2 separate regions of the Mus musculus genome follow, and region 2 is linked to region 1. Evidence: chromatin contacts called from public Hi-C data. All regions are on one chromosome and are shown on one strand. Each heading gives the region's core, a stretch centred on a gene start, on an enhancer-like site or on the middle of the called end of the contact. The rest is flanking DNA. Distances are from core to core; before and after follow the strand shown. Region 1 overlaps Dennd1a (DENN/MADD domain containing 1A). Region 2 overlaps Dennd1a (DENN/MADD domain containing 1A).

Evidence for each region. Hi-C and Micro-C count contacts between places; a contact is called where the count stands out from the background.
Region 2: a Hi-C map of the N1E-115 cell line shows a contact between it and region 1, with 2.5 times the contacts expected there. The contact joins two enhancer-like sites. A contact is called at or near these places in 3 of 484 Hi-C or Micro-C datasets (CD8 T cells, the N1E-115 cell line and embryonic stem cells).

The regions. Positions count from the first base shown.
Region 1 is chr2:37,816,718-37,820,883 of GRCm38.p6, forward strand. It overlaps Dennd1a (DENN/MADD domain containing 1A), which reads right to left. Exons shown (of 23, transcript NM_001362973.1): 20 at 199-287. Among named protein-coding and RNA genes, the nearest start is that of Crb2, 43 kb to the left of the region's middle. Within about 2 kb of position 1,999, at least 24 of the 459 cell types and tissues checked have an H3K27ac peak or open chromatin away from gene starts, as enhancers often do. A contact at or near this core is called in the N1E-115 cell line, where this site is marked.
Region 2 is chr2:38,092,207-38,096,372 of GRCm38.p6, forward strand. The region is part of intron 5 of Dennd1a (DENN/MADD domain containing 1A); the gene reads right to left. Among named protein-coding and RNA genes, the nearest start is that of Dennd1a, 190 kb to the right of the region's middle. Within about 2 kb of position 2,360, at least 10 of the 459 cell types and tissues checked have an H3K27ac peak or open chromatin away from gene starts, as enhancers often do. A contact at or near this core is called in the N1E-115 cell line, where this site is marked.

The sequences.
Region 1 (4,166 bases), core at 749-3,248:
CAGCCCAGGTTCCTGATGTGACAACAGAGGCTCAGACTCTGACACCAATGACCAAGTTCCCTGTCTGGCCTTATTTAACACCTGCTCAGCATTTCAAAGGAGCCTCCAAGAGGAAGGCTGGGGCTACATGCTTGGTCACCACAAAGCTCTGGCTCATTGGGTTCCTGGGGAGAGATGAGAGGGAGCAATAGTACTCACTGCTCAGGGCTTGAGACAGATGTCCTCCTGCCTTCCACAGTGATGTTGCTCTTGGGTCTCCTGACGACATGTGGACGAGGAGGCCGTACCTAAGGATGAACATGGGGAAATCCCCAAGAAGGAGTGAGTTAAAAAGGCCCCACAGGTCCACTGTGAACATTTGGGTAAACAGCCCCAGAGGGCTTGGTTACAGGTTCTCCAGGCCTGGGCTACCATGGTCTCCTGGTTATTACGTAAACACCACCACTTAACATACAGCATATGGATATATATGCTCTCTGGAATTTAAGCCAGAAAGGCTCTCCTCATCTGCAGACCCAGTGGCCTCTCAGAGAGCTGACTGAGGTGTGAACAACATGGGAGGCAGAACAGCAACACCCTATTTATGGAATTCAGTGTGTGGAACAAAGAGGTTCCACTCACATTTGTTTGGGGGACTCACACTCAAAATACTTTTTTACAGCTGAATTACAGGATACTTATTTTCCTCTCTAAAGGGAAGGAGGGAGCAACTGACAACTCCACAGAGTGCCCAGCTAAGCCAACTTGCTTCTCAGGGTACCGTATGCCCTGTCTTCCAGTAGGGCTAAAGTGGATGCTGCACAAAGCACAGCTTACGGTGGCAGTGGGCACACGAGGGCAGCAGGCAGCTTCCTACACTCACCTCTTACTACACTGTGGGTAGATGGGTTATTCTGAGCTGCCACAATAGTGAAGCCACAGAGGAAAGGATGCCCACTTCCTTGTCCCATCAGAGCCCGTGATAGATGTTAGGCTGTGAATTTCTGGGTACTCTTAGAATGAGTCTCATTTGGTCTAATCAGTATTATGTGACTTTGTGTATGGTACCATCACCTCTGACCACTTCTAATGTCACAGAGATTGGGAAGAGAGCTGAGAATGTCTCTCTGTGGCTCCTGCTGTTCATGCAGATGAGCCAGCATTGCAGCAGGTATAGGGAGCATGCATTCTCTGCAGCTGCAATGAGACACTGGCTGACAGACGAGAAAGACAGTGCCCACACTCCATTACAACAACCCTTCTTCAGAACAACCCTCCCGCCCCCCAGCAACTGGTGGGCGACACAAAACAATGGCTTAGGAACAAGATTACAGAGGCTGGCTGCATACAAGACCAATCTCGATAGAGTCTCATGGAACCCTCAGGTCTGCGCACGTCTGACCAAACCAAAGATTTTCCTGTGGAGCGGCCAGTCTGAGCTCAGACGTCTTTGGCAAATCAGAGATGTGGTAAAGGCCAAGAACATTCCACAAAACATGCTGTCTTCTTCCACGGAGCTATTGTTAAGACTTAACCACAGGGTGTGGGTAACACACTGGTGTGGACATTGCACAGAGTGTGAGCTCCAGAAATGCTTGCCTGCTTCTTTGTGATCGAGATGCCCCCTTTTATCAATAGCAAAAGGAAGGAGGGGAGGTGCCTGTAAGAAGATAGATTGCAGATAGTCTTAATCCTTTTAGCATCCTGTGAGGTGCCTGGTACATAGTGGAACTTCAGCAAGATTTGTAGACAGGCCAATGTTACTGTCTGGAATCTAACAGCAGTAAATACTGCTGTGGTTGTCATTGTTATTAGAAAGGTGCCTGCCACTCAACAGACATTTGGTCAACATTTGCCGAATAAATACATGGCTATATCTGTCCCCACTCTCATATGGAAGTGGTTTCCCCAGCAAGGCTTCTTGGATCCCTGAGACTCTGCCTACAAAGGAAGAGAATGCAGCTGGGTGGAAGAGCTCTCCTGCCCTTGCCAGGGACCTGGGGACTGAGTTCAGGAAGGTCAGACATTATGGCCTGTCAGCTTGTCCCACACAGGGCTGCTCCTTACTACAATGAAGACAGGTTAAGAATGTGAACTTGCCACTGAAATGGGGGGATTAAGTTTGTGGCAACTTCAACTGAACTTGCAACGTGGTGAAACATGGGGAAAAAGAACAACAGAGCTAATTAGACGAGCTGAGCTGTCAGAGTGCTGCTGAATGGCTCAGCGCCAACAAACAAAAGGAATGGGTTGGCAATCAGCAGGATCGATGGAGGAGACTGCTTCATTAGGGATGATAAAACAGACAGAGGAGGGAGAGGAGGGAGGGGTGAGGGAGGGTGGGAAAGACACAACGGACCAGAGACAGTCACCCCTGTGGTTACAGACCCACCCAGAGTCACACATTCCTCACTGGTGTAGGATTATCATTATAGACAAACACCCAAATGCACCAGGGCTCAGAGACTGCAGTGTATATACAGTCTTACAAACAGATATCCACAAAGGCAGGCATTAAGAGGTAATGGTGCATTCTCTCTCTCTCTCTCTCTCTCTCTCTCTCTCTCTCTCTCACACACACACACACACACACACACACACACACACACACACACACCCCATGCAGTGGCAGGCTACAACCAGGCCTAGACACACAGACAACTGGTTTAATCAAAGACAATGCAGATAAACCCCTGTGTATTTCAGCAGTACCATCCTTCTTCTGGGGTGCTTAGCAAGGGTGAAGCCTGGGTGGAGGGGAAAACCACTCTCATACACAACAGGGGCTGGCCCACCACTGCTAAGATCTCAGCAGCACCAGGGGAGAGAATGCTAAACAGGGCTTTCCAGATCTGTTTGGGGGGACTAGAGAGGAAAGTTGGGAAGCCAGCCAATTCCCCACCGGATTCAAAACCTGAGAAATCTAAGTCGGCAGGGTTAAGTGTGTATTGAATACAAAAGCACCAAGTACATTTGATTTTAATGGTGAGCAAGAAATAATAAATAGCTGATAAAGTGCTTCACATGTGGCCCACAGCAGCCTGCCTCTCCCTTCTCCCTGGTGGCTCCAGACACTGCCCTTCATCCAGGAGACACCAGCATGATTTTCTTTTGCTCTTTCTTTCTCCTTATTAAGAAGACCCCTCAGACCCTCTGGTCATAGCCAAGCTCCAGCCACAGGTGCTGGGCTACACAATCCCTCCTGTCAAGGCTGAGTGCCTACCATCCCATGGCTTTTCCACCCAGGCCAGCAGCTGTTGTACTCAGCCATGTTTATAGCCAGTGACCTGGCAAATCCTGACATAGAATCATGTCAGGCTGTCCTCTCTGTGACCCTTAAGAGTTCCATGATCCAGGTCTCTCGAGTTTCTTTCCATCCAGTGTGGGCTGGTGTCTATGAATGCATCCAGAATACATAATAGTCCCTGTGGCCTGGGAACCCTGGGTCCCGTACAACATATCTTCTAGCCTCCTAGTCTGTCTCTCAGTGGGTATGCTTGCAGAAGAGGGGAAGCCCAAGAACACGGCCAGTGAATTACCTCTTGCCCTGGCTAGGGGCAGAGGCAGACACTACCCAGTCTTCTTTTGGGACAACATTGCTTCCTCAAGTTCTCAGGTGCTTGGGCACCCTACAGTTTACCCAATTCCCACAATAATGAGACTACAGTACACAAGAGCTGTCTCTAGTACTTGAGCTACCATGCCTTGAATCACATTGAACCCCTGGCTGTCCTAGAGCCCAGGCCTCTAAGACTGCCTGGAGCTCCCTACCAACTACCTATGGCTGCCAAAAGCCATCTGTTGAGAACTTGAGAGGTAGGTCTGGTCTCAAAGGCCAGCTGGTCTCTTACTATCTCTGTAGTCTTGGTTATGAAGACCAAGGGAAATGACATCTGCCTTCAGTGGGCTGGAACAAGAATAGATGAGATATGGAGTACCTAGCCCAGTCCTGGGTACATTCAAGGGTGCTTATACTTTCCAACTCTTATCCCTGCCATGACAGAATGCTGCCCAGAGACCTCACTGCAAGTCCATCTGGCCAGAGCCCAGTCTCTGTCCCAGTCCTGTGTGCTAAGGCCACCTCATTTCCATAAAGACAGAGACTTAGGGAACTGGGGACACCAGAAGGAACTTACATTTCTACAGTTTGGTGATCCTTGGTAAGGGTTAAGCTACCAAACATCTTT
Region 2 (4,166 bases), core at 1,110-3,609, 280 kb after region 1:
TGACCAATAAGAAATCCCCTCAAAGCAAAAATGGGCACACCACTCCAGAAATTATGAAAGAAGTGCTGCTTTCTGAAGGAGGCAGGGAAAGCTGCCTCTATCTTGATACCAAGAAGAAGTCAGTGGGGATATTCTGAAGGGACATATGCAGAGTTAACAAGGGGCAGGCAATGCCTGCATGGCAAGAAAGAGTTAGAGCTGCTGCCAGCAGGAAGTCTCTTGGACATGACAAAATCTGTTTAATGAAAAAAGAGAACATATTAAAACTATTTGGTATGTGGGCATGAATCAAACAGTACAGCATGAAAGTCCACAGATCACCTGAGGACTTGAAGCAGAGTCCCTTTAAGTGGGGAGTTAGCATTCCAGCAGCTGTCAAGAAATCCTGATCCTTCAAATGTTATAAAGAGGTAATATGAAAGAACTCTAAGGAGTCGCTGTGGCTGTGTCAGATAAGAGATTGTACTCTGTTCTGAACACCTGGAATCACTAAAGAGACATCTGCTGTCATCTGGGAATCAAGAGATTAGAGCCCAGGACCACTGGTTCAGGTCAGCTCAGAACAGCATTTCCATCTCTCCATGGCGACTATGGAGGGAAGAGTGTGACTGCAGGCTTTTCATCGGTCCCTAACATAAACTCCTCAGTGGGTCATTTTAAACTGCATTTAAAGACATTTTGAAATGAAGAGATAAAGTAAGATTAAAAAAAAAAAAACCTAGACTATGCAAGCACACTACCCCACTAGTCACTACATGCTGTATTTAATTCTAACATTGGAGAGAGTGATTGTGGATAACTTTATTATCAAGGGGCAGTTGTGTTTAGGCAGATGAAGAGTTCATGGAGGCTCACCCAGTTCATGGAAAGCAGAGCTCAACAGCTGTGGCTCTACACCTGCCAGCCTTTGCCAAGGTACCTTTTCATTTGATCACAGGACTAGTACTGCATAACCCACACAGTGGTACACAACACAGCCATTCAGAAGTTTAGTAAGACTTAAAAATTAATGTGTAAAATTAAATGCATCTTGCTCTGCAGGTGTCCTGAAAGTGATCAATTTAAGGAGAAGCAATACAGGAGCATTTTAGAATGAAGGATAACTGGTGGCAAGCAGTACCTCGACATTCTGCAGGTCACTCCAAGTCATTCTAGTAGGCTGGGGCAAGTGTCCTCCTGCATTGAAGCTGGCCTTGATCATAGACGCCAGCCTGAGCAGCAGAGGACACTGAGAAGGTATGCAGATGGTTCCCTCCAGGCCACCCTGTCTATCACCAGTCTGTGGCATGGGGGAGTAACACTTTCAGAGTTGGCCCTACTTACAAGAGAGCGGAAGAGCTCTGGCATGAGAAAAGTGGCAGTTTCAGACACTTTCCCACTCTGGGGATGAATGTAGCTATCTAAGAATGGGTGATGGGAGGACACTACACTGCACATAGACTGCATGGTTCCTTCACACACAAAAAAGTCAGAAGCAAATATTTTCTTATAAAAGATTTCATTGAATTTTCAATGAATTAAAAAATAAATTTTGCTCAAAATGTATACTTTATGGATTAGCAAGAGAAATAAGAGTAAAAAAGTTTCTGTAAGAAGTGGCTCTACAGCTTCAACACCGGGGCTAGCAGTGTATCACACTGGTTGGAAATTCTAAAGCTTACACATAAAAACTGTCTTGGTCAGAAAGACAGAAAGAAAGCACAGCTCCCTTTCAATTATTCCTCCGTTCAGTCATTCTTTCATCACTCATCCACATCAATGCCTGAACAGAGCAGGTAACAAACAAACACATGCTTGATTATTAGTAGACATTTAGTAAGTGACCTAAAATTACTTTCTTTCAAGTTTGTTTGTTTGATTTAAATTAAACCTAACTGAAGGTGTCCAGTATCTCAGCACTTACACAAACCAATAATACTAAGACCAAGGTGCTCAGAGAATGAAAGCTCTTATCTGGACCTAGCAGCTGTGGGACTTGTGCTGCTCTGGACCATGCTGGGTCTAAGCCTGGTATATGATCCTGGCTACTCCACAGAGCCCACAGAAAAAAGCACATTTTTGGCTGTCCTTTTTCTCAAGACCAGGCCAGCAATCCTTGAGAGTGGTAGGAAAGCACACATAAGGGCAAGGAAAATTACTTCTGCAATCATTGTTTTTCAGTTAGCATCTTCACAGATCTCTACTCCTGGGTCAAATTTGAGCTGATCAAGTAGAGAGTGAGCACATGGACAACACTTACCTTCAAAGAGGAAGGAACACTCACAATGCCCATTTGCTTTTAAAGGTTCCCAGATAGCAACAGTATTAAGCTCTCATCCTCAGCATTAGCAGAAAGGGTGTTCAAAGCCTTAAAAGGGAGGGGGAGTGTGGGAGCCTGCCGGCATTATGGCTGCCTTGAAAGCTGCAGACTGCTGCAGCCACAGTCCATCAGTTTCACGCCTGTGGTTTCATTTCATTCTCATTCAATTTAAATTACTAATAATCAGGAAACCTACATGACAAGACATCCATTAAAGACAACTACTAATAAAATCAAAACTAAATATCAAATTGGATCATGGTACAGCTTGCTTCTGGGTTATCATTTAAGCTTGCATACAGTGAAATCTAATACAGTGGAGGCACTGCTCCAAAGAACAAGACTAATTGCCTTTTTGAGTTCTCCCAGGGAAGTTTTGTTAACAAACAGAAGCCACTTAAGATCCTAGATGCATGCATGCTTGATGGGACAGAGAGAGAGAGATAAATGTTTATTTAAGCTCAATAAACCACAAGGCCAGCTACCTTACAATACTCACACAAGCTGTCAGTAGTAATGTATAAGCTGGCTTGCAAGTCTAGTGCAATATAACTTTGCCTGAGTGAATGAACATGACTACTCTTTTCCTTTGCCAGGCACAATTACTATCCAAATTATTCTAAGGCTAAATACTGGTTACTTCATCCATCAGGAAACTCAGCAGTGCCGCACAATGCCATGTAGAATGATTCATGGAGAGACACAAGACCTGTAGATGAGTGACTGCATGCTCTCAGATCTTGTCAAATACCTTGGGAAAGTAATGCCTCCCTTATTTGTTTTGTTTTGAGCTCTCAGTGTGAAGCCCAGGCAGTCTTGAACTTCCAGTCCTCTTGCCTCAGCTTTCTGTATTGGGATTATGGTATGAGCAACCATATCCCGGTAAGAAGTTTCTCTGGGCCTTCCTGGCATACTGAAGGACAAATGGGGATCAGATATTAAACCTGACTGTAAAATTGTTAGAGCAGAAGGCTTCCTGATAGCAACAGTAGTAGACCTACTATTTGCCTGTCCAATGAATAAAGTCTATACTATGGGCCAGATGTTGACTAGGTGATGCATATTAAACAGGGGCTCATTTTATCTGTAAAACTGCTATAAAGGATAATAATAAACCTAAGGCTTTCAAAAAGAGAGCCACTGTCCAAAATCACAGCTTCTGGGTAGGATGGAGATTCAATCCTACACAGTCTAGCAAAATCTACCTTCCTATTTTCTTCCATTAAGAAAAATATAAATATTTCTGTAAGGCTGAATTGTATCACTGACACTTCAAAATCTTAGTCCATATCATAAAAGGGGGTCATGACACCATTATATATCTAGGTCCCATTTTAATTTTGGATTTTTACATTGTTTACACTAACGTAATTTTGAGTAGCCTCATGGATGAGGGGACCACTATAGGAAGCCTTTACAGTTTCTCAGAGACTGCCTGGGGAGAACTCTAGTTGTCCACTAGCTTTTGCCAGAATACATGGTTCAGTCCTCCCTGCCTCACTTAAATGTTGGAAGTGTGTTGCTGAAATGGCCCCTGTCCCTCCAGCATGCATAGTCCAAATTTTTGCAGAGCAGCTACAGAGGCAGTTTTCTTAACAACTCTTCCATCTGGTTTTCACAGCAGCCCTTCCTCCAGAGCCCAAAGAAGTCACAGTCAGCTCCTGTTTCTCTGGGATGCTAGCTGTCTTTTCATGTTGCTGAGTATATATTATGTCTGTCTGTCAGCAGATTGGGGAATGGTCTCCATCCTGACAGATACATTTTATAAATGCCTTAAAAGCACACACACTAATGTGAAGGAAAAAAGGAAATTCTTCTGGTTTTGGACTCTGGCTATTTGCTCTTTGCAGCTGAAGGTGTCAAGGGA